2 separate regions of the Salmo salar genome follow, and region 2 is linked to region 1. A link is a contact called in public Hi-C data. All regions are on one chromosome and are shown on one strand. The core of a region is the stretch at or near the end of the contact, and the rest is flanking DNA. Distances in the headings are between cores, read along the strand shown. Region 1 holds the start of LOC106603537 (UV radiation resistance-associated gene protein). Region 2 holds the start of LOC106603532 (autophagy-related protein 101).

Region 1 (6,972 bases), core at 3,365-5,864:
GTGTGCAAAGCTGTCATCAAGGCAAAGGGTGACTACTTTGAAGAATCTCAAATACATTTCGATTTTTTTAACACTTTTTTGGTTACTACATGATTCCATGAGTTATTTCATAGTTTTGATGTCTTCACTATTATTCTACAAAGCAGAAAATAGTAAAAATAACAAAAACCCCTGGAATGAGTAGGTGTGTCCAAACTTTTGACTGGTACTGTATGTATGTATGTATGTATGTATGTATGTATGTATGTATGTATGTATGTATGTATGTATATTACACTACCGTTCAAACGTCTGGGGTCACTTAGAAATGTCCTTGTTTTTGAAAGAAAAGCACATTTTTTGTCCATTAAAATATGAGCAAATTGATCAGAAATACAATATCTACATAGGTGTACAGAGGCCCATTATCAGCAACCATGACTCCTGTGTTGCAATGGAACGTCATATTAGCTAATCCAAGTTTATCATTTTAAAAGGCTAATTGATCATTAGAAAACCATTTTGCAAATGTGTTAGCACAGCTGAAACCTGTTGTTCTGATTAAAGAAGCAATACAACTGTCCTTCTTTAGACTAGCTGAGTATCTGGAGCATCAGTATTTGTGATTTTGATTACAGGCTCAAAATGGCCAGAAACAAAGAACTTTCTTCTGAAACTCGTCAGTCTATTCTTGTTCTGAGAAATTAAGACTATTCCATGCGAGAAATTGCCAAGAAACTGAAGGTCTCGTACAACGCTGTGTACTACTACCTTCACAGAACAGCGCAAACTGGCTCTAACCAGAATAGAAAGAGGAGTGGGAGGCCCCGGTGCACAACTGAGCAAGAGGACAAATACATTAGTGTCTAGTTTGAGAAAGACGCCTCACAAGTCCTCAACTGGCAGCTTCATTAAATAGTACCCACAAAACAGCAGTCTCAATGTCAACAGTGAAGAGGCAACTCCAGGATGCTGGCCTAGGCAGAGTTGCAAAGAAAAAGCCATATCTCCGACTGGCCAATAAAAAGAAAAGATTAAGATGGGCAACAGAACACAGGCACTGGGCAGAGAAACTCTTTGAAAAACAAGGACATTTTTAAGTGACCCCAAACTTTTTTTTTGCTATGAAAACTTGGGGGGGGGGTACTACCCTGCTGTACATCCTCAAGTTAAAAAATAAACTGTAATTTTAGAATATGGTAGGTCAGTTTGAGAACACTTGAAGTATCTGGTTCAACAGTCACACGTAGGCTATCAACATTTGCCCCCCAAAAAATACATTTTATGGAATGATTCACGTCCGGGAATAACTGACCACAGATGCAGACAAGAGATCCATTTGAAACCAGAGTTCATGTTTTGACTTCACTGTGTGTTTCCATTACAAAAGCCTTGCATACACAAGAGAGTCACAGTTTCATCAACTAAAGCTCAAGCCAGCGTACCAATGATGCACAAAAACTCTTTGTACAGAACATCACCATGGTTGGATATCAGTAAAAAATCCATCCTTCAAAAACTGAGCATAAAATAAAAAGGAACCCGCTTGAAGAGAAAGGCTCAGTTATGTCCAATCAAAAAAAGATAGGCTAACTGAAGAACACTTTTTTTTCCACAGATGACTGAATCTATAAAAAATAATGTCTCCAAAGAAAAAAACTCATAATTGAGTGGTAAGTCAAGAGAACGACCATGGGACATGACACGATACTCATGAAAAGAGGGGCCCCTCCGGGCAGCAGCATCAGAGAAGCGGCCGGCCTTCACCTGACCGGCATTCTTCAATCTCCAGCAACCCACACTGAGCTTCCACCACCACAGGCATTAGGGATAAATCTAAGTCATGGGATTCCCTAAAAGATTAAGGCCCTCGAAACAAAAACACAGCTTGTTCAGCAAAGGCTTTTTTCCCCCACAAAAATGTCAGAAGACGTTTCTCCGAATGAGCTAATTTGTAGCTATGAAAGCAAAGAGGGTCTCCAGCAGAACATATAATCTACCTACTAGGCCAACTGGTGATCTTTAGTACTGGGACAATGCCAGAACCAGAATATTTTTCCCATGGCAAAAATGAAAACACCAAGCAGACCAAACTCGTTTGTCCTTAAAAAACCTGTTGTACGTTTGGGACATAAATAAATGTGACTCGGATGACAACATAAGTTTGTTTCCACCATTTGGGCTGTTTTCTTAAAGAAGTTAGATATTCTTTGTGTTTTGTTTCCTTGCCACAATACTAAACGAGTATTGCAATAGTGCTATTGTCCCCGCCATAGTCATCGTGCTGTGAAGGTAAATGGTTGAGTCCATCCAGGTGTATATTTTTTGTTGTTGTAGCTTTACTTAACTAGGCAAGTCTGTTTAGAACAAATTCTTATTTACAATGACGCCTACACCAGCCAAACCCGGACGACACTGGGCCAATTGTGCACCGCCCTATGGGACTCCCAATCACGGCCGGTTGTGATACAGCCTGGATTCGAACCAAGATGTCTGTAGTGACGCCGTTAGCACTGAGATGCAGTTCCTTAGACCGCTGTGCCACTCGGGAGCCAAAATGTAATAGTATTACTTCTGTCCCTCTCCTTGCCCCAACCTGGGATCGAACCAGGGACCCTCTGAACACATTGACAACAGTCACCCACGAAGCATCGTTACAATACGGGCTGTTTGACAGAGAACTGTAAATGTTCACATATTTTGGTGTTACAGTCTCAGTGGCCTTTACTTTCAATGGTCCCATTTCATAGCAGTCAAAACAGACAATCTTTTTTCTACGGGGATCATAAGTTCTTACTCTAAGGGACAGAACTTAACACGGTGGTCACGATCTAGCTCTGAACCCTTTGCACAATGACCACTTAATAAAGTAGTAGGCCTAGGTGTATCCTACTGTACTCCAAATGAAATAAAAACATGTTAGAATAGGGGCAGTTCCATGGTAACAGAGTGACACAGACTCAGATGTTTCACTTTAAAATGCATGTCAAACAAAAACCAATGATTGCAAAGTTAAACAAACCATATACGCACATGGACAACTTAATTTACACCGAAGATTCTACAAAAACATAATTAGTTGATGAACAGTGCAGATGCAAAGTTTGGTAACAGAATGACGGTTCGTGCTGTTTGCGCAGTTATTCTGTTACCAAACTTTGCATCTGCAATGTTTTTACATTCCTCAAATTGTCCAGTGTTGGTGACCGAGTCGGCACTTCTTCTCGTACTGCGCCGTTATTTGCGGCCCGCCTGTTAGCTTGCACGATTCTTGACATTCTCCTTCGACCTCTCATGAACGAGCCATTTTCGCCCACAAAACTACCGCTGACTGGATGTTTGTTGTTTGTCACACCATTCTTGGTAAACCCTAGACAGTGTCGTGCGTGAAAAGCCCAGGAGCCCGGCCGTTTCTGAGATACTGGAACCGGCGCGCCTGGTACCAATGATCATACCACGTTCAAAGTCGCTTATGTCACTCGTTTTGCCCATCCTAACGTTCAATAGAACAGTAACTGAATGCCTCGATGCCTGCTTTATGCCACATGACTCACAGTCTGTAGGAGCTAACCATTTTCATGAACGGGGTAGTGTACCTAATAAACTGGCCACTAAAGACCACTTTTTGGTCATATCAAGCGTAAGGGCTTGCAGGTAAAGGTGCATTTTGAAAGCTGTAGACGTATGTCTGATGTGGTTCAGTCCTATTAGGGTCAAGCTGGTTGCTGAGGACTTATTCATAATAACTTGTGCAAAGACCTTGGACATCAGACTGAAGGGTCTGTCCTGTAACTAGTTCATAAGTCAGGTGACCAAATGACTGTATTGGTGCCTCGGTATCAGGCCAGGTCTTACTAAACTGGCAAATTATCATCGTCTCTGTAGCTTGCAAACTAGATAGCTAACAATTATATCTTACGTTTGCACATGTATACTGTTATTAAATACAACTTTGTATGTAACGGACTAAGGCTTAGAAGCTCGAGTTGTCTGAATACTCAAGAGAGCTGTAAAAGTCAGCTGAGCTAACGTTAGCTTGCTAGTTAGCTTAGCTCACTCTGCAGGCCTGTTGTATTAATCTTGCAGCTGACACACAGCAACGTAACAATACAGGACAATACGCATATCATCTATATAACACCGAGTTACGGGTGTTTGTCCTTACCTGCTGAGATGTGAGCTCAACGTGCAAGGCTCGAGAAGATGAGGCTCCAGAGTTGACAGGGTGATCCCGACCGGTGATGGAGTTCATTCTCCTATCTGCACCAGGGCGTTCGCTCCTTCATTCAACAAAACATCTCATCCCTGCCACCGATCAACCCCAGATCCTGTGCATCTAGATTTACCTTCTACGGCAGAAATGTATGCATCGGTGTAGCTAATGTTCGTAAGAAAACAGCACTCTTGAAGCTGTCAGTTAGCAAGCTATGTAGCTAGCTAGCTATGTGACAAAAACAAAGTAGGACTTGCTCAGGTAGATTTCGGTCTGTTAGAGGGCAGCACCAGTAGATCACTGATTGGTCCACGGCTGTGTCTGTCAAATGAAGGAGTTACTCTCCGTTCGATTTATCCATTGCTATTTGTCAAATATAATGTCTATCACAAAGAAAGGGGCGGAGAGACAAACCTCTAGAGCTGCAATATGAGGAAGTGGGTGTTTATGTATGGTGACCAATGATGTATACTTCGCTGATGGTGACAACAAATATTTGTATAACTAAACCAAAATAGACCACAGTCTGCAATGTGAATAGTCTGGGTAGCCATTTAACTAGATATTCAGGAGTCGTATGGCTTGTGGGTAAAAGCTGTTAAGAAGCCTCTACAATGGTAGTAGTTGGTAGTGTTCAAGAGCATAAAATCCATGATGCATTGTGGGTAAATGTTGACTGACTGACTGATCTACAAATAATAATGAGTAGTTATTTATGGTGCAAAATGATGTGTAGATCAGTCAGTCGGCAGTCGCCTGCAATGTCAAACAAGCTGGTTGTCACAAAGGTGGAAAGGCAAGCAGGGACAGGCGAGATCAGGTGGGAACATTCTAGCCAATGAGAGGGCAGATAAGCATGTAAACAACAGAAGCAACTGATATGAAATTGTTTTTCTCAAAGTTGCCTAGATGCCACGTGTCCACTTATATCACACATTCGTAACAAACTAAACATTACTTAACTTATATTCAATCAAATAAGCCTCACTTAGCAATCACATTTTTTGCTGACTAAATCCAACACTCTCACACCATACAAAAAAGTGGAGTGGAGCCTCTATTTATGCTCAGATTCGAAGATGCTTATTAACATCAAAGTAGATACAAGACTACAAATCTCTGCAACCTCCTGCACATCATCTCTAGCTGGCACCTTTGCTAACAGGTATATTTAAAGTAATGTTGCCAATTTATTAATTAATTACATAGTTAATCAGGAGATTATTTTCTTTGCCTCGATTTGGCAGTCTTGTCCAGATCATCATGGCATTTGTAGTTCTTTATGATAGCCACATTAGCAGTTAATTAGCATTTAAGTTGTTGGGGGTAAATACTGGTGAATACATTGATAAAAGTCACCTTGTGCGAGAGAGATTTACACAGTTATCAATAGTCACGCAAGGGTAAGCCTACACAAAACACAGCCTTTATTTTAAGTGTTTCTAAAATCTCCTATGGGAAAAATGTATGGTAAAAAAAACAATTGGAACCATTTCTGACTTCTAGGTTTTATGGGAATTATGACTCATACTGTGGTACTCTATTGTATGACCTCCAGCAATCACATAATAAAGCACCAATCAACCTAGCCTTCAAACTTGCACAAGGTGGCAGCATCACATGACTAGAAACAGTATCAATTCAACAGTTAATAACCTTTTATCGATTAGATTTTCTTGCCTCCTGTGTCCTCTCTCCTCAGTCGAGGAGAAGTTGGCGAGGAGAGTGAACGTGGATGGAAATGCGCTTGCTTGAAATGAGATGGTACTTCTCCACTCGTGCGCCATTAGGCAAATTATGTTTACAGGGGTGGATCCCAAAATAAATGTGTAAAGTGATCAAAACAAAGTAAGTCAGTTTTGCAAGACATTTTATAAATAAAACAATAACATATTGTTTTTAAACTAGCAATATTTTTCTCAGACATAACAAAATGTATTCAAAGGGGGTGTGGTAGGCTGCCGAAGCGAATGAGAAGGTCAATGATGAGAGGCTCTGTCCAAAAAGAAACAAAGAAAAGGCGAGTAGAGTCGGGAGCGAGTATTTTGCCCTTTCATAGACACTAACTGGGGTTTCTTTGGAGAAGTTGCAAAGGGAGAAATGTTTGGAGAATGGGAGTGATTGGAGAAGATGGCAGAAAAGGAAATAAGCAAGAAAGTGGAGCATATTATGAATAAACATGAAGTGGGGGATTACACAGGCCTTCTGAAAGATCTGGTGACAGAAGATAATGGACAAGGAAAAAAAGGAGAACAGTGGAAATGGTTATGAGGGAATAACGAGGGATTTCACAGAACATTTGGAAGAACTTGAGGAAATAGAGAGAGATGAGAGTGAGGATGAATTAGATGTGGTGGCAGGTGCAGTGATGACTGTTGAGAAGAAATTGAATGTAGAGGGAAGCTGTGTGGAGAGGAAGGTTAGCATCAAGTGCAAAAAGAGGGATACATGTTCCAGTAAGTAGCTCAGAGATGGAACCAGATGAGAGTGTGGATGAAGTTCCTGCAATGAGGACCTTCAAGGTCAGGCCTCGGTCCGAGGATATAAAGGATGATTCTGGCCCAGTGTGAGTAAGATTTGTGGAGAGAATGGATCCTTGCATTTTGGCTGATCCATATGTGGTTTGGGTGGAGAAGAGGTTGGGGACTGTTGAGTTGGTGAAAGTAACTAGGAATGGACTAGTGATGATTTATTGTGTTTCTTCAACCCAGAGGGAGTGGGCGCTCCAGATCACACGATTAGGGAAAATAAATGTGGCTTGCTTTGCTCTCCGGAGCAGG
Region 2 (7,580 bases), core at 1,423-3,922, 160 kb after region 1:
CCAAGAGAAAAGGTGGCAATGTTATTCCTTGGACAGATGGTCACTGCCATGGGTCACATAGATGTTTTTCAAGCTATTTAGCCACTTGGACAGAGGTGACACATTTTTTTGGCTGTGAATCAGGAAGTGAATTTGTGGTCTGCACTGATGTGGAACTTTAAGATATTGTGACATTATAGTACAAGGTCACTCTCTGAATGAAAAATATGTGATTGGAGAGGAAACCTTTGCAACAGATGATGAAAAACATCCATACAGCTGAATGGCAAAGAATGCTTTTGAATAAAGCATCTGGCCTCTCAACCTAAAAAAAGCCCTCACTGTTTAATTATTCATTCTTTATTGGAAGATTTCTTCCACATCTTTGCAAGTTGACCTGTCTGATGATGCATTATTGGTATGCAGTATAGTGCACAAATCTGAACCCGTAAAGGACAAGACAGGCCAACAAGAACATTGGCCGTCTGCAGTAAATCACCTGCTGGGTGTCAAAGTGTGGCGATTCAACGTGTAGTCAGGAAATTAACATAAAATGATTAACGAGGTTCTGTGGTCAGAGGCAATAGGATGGCAACCCACCACGCACGACTGATGTTCGTGTTGGTCTGTCTTGTCCTTAACATCAGTAAGCACAGTAGCAGGTGGTTTTCTAAAATAACAATTGGGAATGTGAAATTAATTCAAGGTGATACATTTTATTTTCAAAAGTGAAACATCTTTCTTCACATCATTTTAAAGCAAATGTCAAACATAAATCAGAAAATTACTTTACAATTACTTGAAAAGATAATTAAAACTTCCATAAAGCAGTTATTAAATGAAAACCTGTTTCAGACAGACATGTTACTTGTAGCACTTCGTTCATACAAAAAACATAAAAGCAAAAATGGTACTTGACAATGTTATACTCTGTACTATCGGATGTGAAAGGTCATGTTTCAGTGTTGACAAAGGCATTTAGAGAAAGTGTAGGGATAGGTAACTAGGATTGTAAAATGACTGCTTACAAATGTGCACACACTGCTTATCCTCATTTGCACACACTGTATATAGACTTTTTCTATTGTGTTATTGACTGTATGTTTGTTTATTCCATGTGTAACTGTGTTGTTGTTTGTGTCGCACTGCTTTGCTTTATCTTGGCCAGGTCGCAGTTGTAAATAAGAACTTGTTCTCAACTAGCCTACCTGGTTAAATAAAGGTAAAATAAAAAAATACAAATAATAAAAAATAAACTGATTTTACTTTCTGATTAGACATTGGGTGGTTGTACTTCTAGCGTACTAACTAATAGTTAAGACACCCACGGGCCTGCAAATGCCCATGTCAATGAAGCAATTACATCCCATAGTCAATAAAGCCCACAATTTAGCCTGGTCCCAGATCTGTTTGTGTTTTCTTGCTAACTTCTATGGTCATCCTATGGTCACAACCATAAGAGTTGACAAGACAGCCCAAACGATTTGGAACCAGGCTACCCACAGCAATGTTTAAAGATGCACTGTGCCCTCACAGTGCTAAGGTGTCTTTTATTAGCCTTCTCATGGTGGTGCTCACTGAGGTGCCCAGCGTATCAGTGATCTGAAAAGTGATTTTGTACAGGTAAGGCTGGACATCTTTGAGGCTGGTGTCGAACACATTGTCCACTTCCGACTGGGTGGGCATCTTGGGTAGGTACTCGTGCCGGTTGATCACTTCCACGATGTTGATCACCTTCTCACCCAGCTTCTCGCCTACTTTCTCCCGGCAGATCTGTCTCTCCTGCTCGTTGGCCAGGTTGACAACATTGACCTTGATGCTCCAGACCTCCCAGGGAATACACTCATCAGAGAAAGGCCAGCGGGACTTTTTTTTCTGGTAGAACTCCAGTGAGATTTGTCCCATTCCATCCGTCCCATTGCCCATGGCATCCTGTAAAGCACAATATAGATCCAGAGGTCAATGGATGCCAATAAATTACAAGTATAGTTATACATAACATAACTCATATAATATATAGCTATAGGTTTTAGTGGATAATATCTATACATTTCAACAAACAATCAGTCATCATATAGGACTACCTTGAATTCTCCTACTGCTTTCCTGATGGCCCTGTCAAGCTCATCAGAAGAAACACGAACAAAACTGAAATCAATAAAGTCGCAGTCAATGTCCTGTGTGCCAACAGTACCAATGGAGTAGGTGCCCTCTTTCTTGTAGTGAAATTTCCCAGTGCTGCGATGCAGTAAGATAGTGTGCAACAGAGCCAACATGGCCTCGTCCACCTGTCTTCCCTCCACCGACACTTCCAGAGCCTCCGAACGGCAGTTCATGGTGATCTGCTTCCCTACAGCGGCAGATGGAATATATGGTGGAACTCGCTATTCCAAGACACCCTTCAACTGTTGTTCACGTTCCATAGAACTGGGCTAAACATCAACACAAGCTAGCTAGCTAACGTTCCTGCTATCTATTGTAAGTAGCTAACTAAACGTTGGTTTCCTGTGACAAGCTCGATGGTTATCAAGAGAACACGTTATTTTTAAACTGACTTGTTGAATATTGCAACATATGTAGAAAATGTGTTGTTGCTAGCTATGTTCTTTATAAGTATTTATTAATAACAACATGCTGACACACAAACTGCAATTTCGTTGTCCTACTAAAAAGGGGAGGAGCTACTTCTGTGAACAAGTTGGGAAAACTACGGAAAGTCCTGTGGACCAATCCGAACCTTGTATCCGTTCTTATACCCCAGCAATGTAATAACACGTGTATAAGATACAAGTCAGCTAAAAATCAGAAACGATCAATAAAAGCTATGTAATTGCAGTTATTTCTACATGAAAACGCAGATTTTCCTTAGATATGAAAATGTATTTGAAGATAGAATTGAAAGCTTGGGAAAACCCACTAGAGTATAGATGAAAGCGCTTTAAGATATCGCTATGCAGTCTGGGAATAGCAGTTCATGCCACATCACATGACATTTGCAATTTTTCGATTTCGGTCATCGACGGTATCGGAGATGGTCTTCAAGCGTGTGACGAGGCTTTATAGATAAGGAGTTCACAAAATAATACATTTGTTTTGTCGTTTGAAGCCACGAATAACTTTCACTTGGCTTTACGCCATGGACGCCAGAAACGATTCATTGACATTACATTTTGGACTACGTGATATTAGCTAGCTAGATAATTTGCTAAATTAGCTAACGTTGACTCGTAATCTCAATGAGAGAAAGGTCTGACGCTAGCTAGCCAATTTTTATGAAAAGCTCGTCGTTATGTGTAGTTGGCTAACTTACTGTTGTTGGCTAGCAATACTAGGGGCTAGCTAGCAAACACAGACATTTGATACAATGGTGTGCAGCTAACGTTAGAGATGAGTGGAGCTTGCTCGAACTTGCTTGGTCTAACTTACTCAAAATACTAAGTTACTTGCAATAACTTTAAGGAAACCATTTATATTGCTTGCTTGTTAGCTACCTAGCTTTCTACTGCGGTTTTCAAACCAGATAGCTAACGTTAGCAAGGATTAACTACTTCCTTGAAGTCTATAGTTACTCATCTTGGGATATTTTAGTTGAATGTTGAGTCTCCATCAGTAACCACGATATTATTGACCGATAAGAGGCTAACATTGCATAGAGTTACTGGTTCAGTGGTTGAACTTGTTCATAAGACTCGCTCTCATTGCTAATATAGCTGGATCCATAACTCAGATGGCAAACGTTAGCTAACTTAATTGTCTTGAATGACGGGGACTTAATTCAAAAGCGCATCAGACCATGTTTTGTACTGGGTCTTACTTTCAACAGACCATTGTCATTAGTTCAATAAATAGCTAGCAAGCTATTTAAGTCAGTTGCTGAGGATGACTGACTCAGAAAGTCCCCTTTCAAATTCTGTTTTGGGAGACTTGCAGTGGCTTTGCATGGTAACACTGTTCATTGCTTCCAGCATTACATTGATACTGTATCTAATACAGTATTTTTACGACGATCTACGGATACAGAAGCCTGAGCAAAACAATGCGGTTTCGGGGGAAGCGGAAGCTCTGTTGGGATGGGCGCTGTCACTGAAAAGCTGGAAAAGTCAATGGAGAGGTGCTTGGTGCAGAGCGTTGAATGACGAATCGAGGAAGTCTGGGGTGAGTCCCATGACCCATACACTAGTTTATTTAACTTTCCAAATTCGTATGGATTTACACAAGTTGCCTGTAGCTAAATACATGAATAGGAAAGTCAGTGACAGACGTTAGAAATAATCTACTGTATCACAACAAACAACGTATGAATACAGGATCTGTATTAACTGAAACAAGACCTGAGCACACAGGTAAGCCTCGTAGTACAAGAGATCAATCACCTTCACAGAATCCAGTGTCAACAATCTTGATTCCTGTACCTTGCTACTGTACCTTGTAACCTTTTCATCTCAGCAAATTGTAAACATGATCCATTTGTACCCTGTTCTCTGACTCTTTAGTTGAAACTGTCAAAAATGAAGTGTAATGTTGAGATAATGTTAGTTGTTGGAGCATAGCTTTTTGCTGACCACCACCTGACCCAGGTACTCCTAACTCACACAGAGCCCAGTGCAACTAACATTTGAAGAGGAGGGCCTTCAGTCATCAGAGCTGGTGGTTGGCCAAGTGTCCACCTTAAAAAAATCTGCTGGGCAGAAGGTAAGATAAAATCCCTGTGTCAAAGACTGGCTCTCATTGAATGGCTAGCAACAAATTGCACACAGAATGAAAAGCTCAGTACATCATTCCGTATAGTCCAGATATGGTTCATCGTTGTTTATAAATGCTTATTTTCCTGATTAAAATCAAGTTTGAGCTAAGAGGAATCTGGATCAATTGGGTCATTGTTGAACCCAGTGCAGCGTGGTCCTCCGCCTACAGCCACTGAAATGGTTTTGCAGTTGTTTTTAGTTTGACAGTGGAGGCCTCTTAAACATTAACTACAGTTAGTAAAGAAAGCATTTATGTTGTTGCCATTTCCTAATCAATGTGTCTTAATGTCATAACCAGCCTCTATAGTCAATTGACTCTTCCACTGTAATTCAATGTAAATGGCAGTGCTCTATTGGTGCTGCAGCCTTTTAACTTCATTTCAGGCCCGCAGTGGCCAATATTCTGATTCACACAATGTCTATTAGCTTCACTGGCACTTCCAGACATTTTCCTCCTCGCCTTAAATTGTCTGTCTAGAGCCAATAGCACATTTTTACGACCTCCTCTCCAGCTCCAAGGTTATGGGATCCTCATATAACCAGCGCCTCTTCTAAAAAGGTGAAGAGAATTCTCACTGTTTTTATACATTCTTAGTAAATAAATAATATTTTCACCAAGAGCATTAGCAGATTTTGTATGGAAAAGGAAAGCAAAGCAGGGTTTTTCAGATGGACTTGTCTGTTATTTAAGCTGCAATACGTAACTTTTTGGGCGACCTGACCAAATTCACATAGGCGTGAGTTATAGATCTGTCCTTCTCATTGAAAGCAAGTCTAAAAAGCAGTAGATCTGTTCTATGTGTGCAATTTCTATGATTGCCATTGTTACGTTTTGTTTTTGCATCTTTTACATTTTTGGTTTTGTACACCAGCTTCAAACGACTGAAAATACAATATTTTTGGTTATTGAAAATATATTTCACAGCGGTTTAGATGGTACAATGATTCTCTGCACTTGTTTGTTTTGTCACAAACTGAAATTAGGAGAGCTATTAGAATTTTTTAACAACCAGGAAATGTCGAAGTGATATCTGCACATTGCACCTTTAAATGCCTGCTCAATTTATTTTGTTTAGGTTTTTCTATAATATGCAAGATCCAGATGCTGCTTCATTTTTTTTTAGAGACTTTGATAAACAAAGGCTTATCCTTGACCTGCCTGCATGAGTGAGTGTGCAGTAAGAAGCTTAGTAGCTGTCTCCTTATAGCCAGCCCGGTACAGATCAACACTAAGGAGATGAGGGAAGTGATGATGAGGAGGGTCCTGCTGGGAGAAATGGGCAGTATGATGAGATACTTCATGTTTGGAGCTTTCAAGTTGATTGTTGTCACACACTGAACTGTTAAAAAAATAAACACACACACATTAAGGAAGAAACCCAGGTAAGCAAGTCTGAATGTGAACCATGTATGAATACCGCAGTTATGGTTGGGCATGTTTAGCACCAAGCACCTTTTTTACCTCAAATTGTTTTTTTTGTGTAACCTTGATTACTGTACGGTACTATTGTAACTGTATGCAGTCTTGTCTTCCCCTAGGCTGCACAATGCAAGGTTGTCGGTGATAAGCTTCAGTTTTCCCTCAGTGCATCACCATCAGCCATGTCTCCAGGAGAGCCCTGTAGGTACAGCGTGAAGATATCTCCACTTGAACTGCAGGTAAAGGAACACAACAGTTATGTCCACTACATCTGCAGCTAACATCTTTCCCATCCCATCTCTATTGGAGCGATGCTTTAGACAAACAAAGGGAGAGAGGGGAGGGGGGGGGGGCAGGGCTCCTTGTTCTCTCCCTGTGTTGTCTTAATGGAGGAAGCTCTGTGATTTATTGAACATGACACACTTCAGCGTAGCTTTGCTGCTGCTATGAGAATCGGATTAAATGGCGAGGGCCTAGAGGTTGGAAGATGTCCTGTATACCTTATTTAAATCACTGTCTGTCTAATGTAAAATACTGGAGGGGGTATAGGTGCCCCTTCTTGGTAAAGGTGACCCATTTTTTTTTCTACTACCTCCACTTTTGTCATTGGAGAAGAGAGAAATTAAGAATAATTTCTCACCCAAAAAGTGATGTTGAGAAATGTTCCCTCTTTCATGTTAAACATCCATTTTATTAGCATCGCCCGTAACTGGGCACAATTTAAAGTCAAATCTCTGACTCGGGCTCACCCATAATATTTAGCAATCTAACCTTTCCCTCTGCTGGTTTTTCCTCTAAGTTGCTTGCTGTAGCCAAGTACTATTTGTGGTTTCATATTGAACATCATGAAAGTGAGAAAGACAGCCGGGGTGTGTGTTGTGGGTATATTACATAAAGCTATAAGCTTCCATCCTGTCTAAGTTATTGAGCTAGTTGTTAAGCGGTTGCAAATGCACGGCTAGTAAGTGGCTGTTGAAGTTAACCCAATTGATTTAAAGCTATTTTTTTTATAAATCTGGTGCTTGACTTGTTGCCTCGTTGTTGGCCTGATCCTGCCGTAAATACAAGTCCAGTGAGAGGTAAAAAATCTAAAGCCAGGACTAGGTTTGGTCAGGACACCTTTTGTTAGGGTTTTGGATTGGTTGTTGTTTTTGGGAGGGGTAGAGGGAGGCTATTGTTACATTTTTTTCATACTCCCTTCTTCGGTTTGGTCTGGAAAAGTCCTGAGGGCAGGCCTTTTGATATATTTTCATCCTTTTTCCACATTGCGACTGACTGACTCTAGAATGGTCCCTGTTCTTGTTATGAGTGATTGTGAGGGATATATTTAAACAGTATATTGAGCCAGTGTGTTTCTCTTTCTGCCTCACTCACACGCTCTGTGGTTTTGCAGCTTAGTGCACTTTGGCCATGTGTAACCACACAGTTGTAACACA

Evidence for each region. A called contact is a pair of places that touch in the nucleus more often than the background predicts.
Region 2: a contact with region 1 is called in a Hi-C map of muscle, with 3 times the contacts expected there. The contact joins the promoter of LOC106603532 here to the promoter of LOC106603537 in region 1. A contact is called at or near these places in 2 of 3 Hi-C or Micro-C datasets (gill and muscle).

What each region holds. Positions count from the first base shown.
Region 1 is chrssa04:54,646,804-54,653,775 of Ssal_v3.1, forward strand. It overlaps LOC106603537 (UV radiation resistance-associated gene protein), which reads right to left and starts at 4,615. Exons shown (of 15, transcript XM_014197365.2): 1 at 4,145-4,615. The coding sequence starts at 4,231.
Region 2 is chrssa04:54,808,065-54,815,644 of Ssal_v3.1, forward strand. LOC106603532 (autophagy-related protein 101) reads right to left here and starts at 2,673. Exons shown (of 2, transcript XM_014197358.2): 1 at 2,064-2,673; 2 at 676-1,911. The coding sequence starts at 2,315. The coding sequence ends at 1,510. c2cd2 (C2 calcium dependent domain containing 2) reads left to right here and starts at 2,962. Exons shown (of 13, transcript XM_045717109.1): 1 at 2,962-4,134; 2 at 4,576-4,671; 3 at 6,264-6,383. The coding sequence starts at 3,859.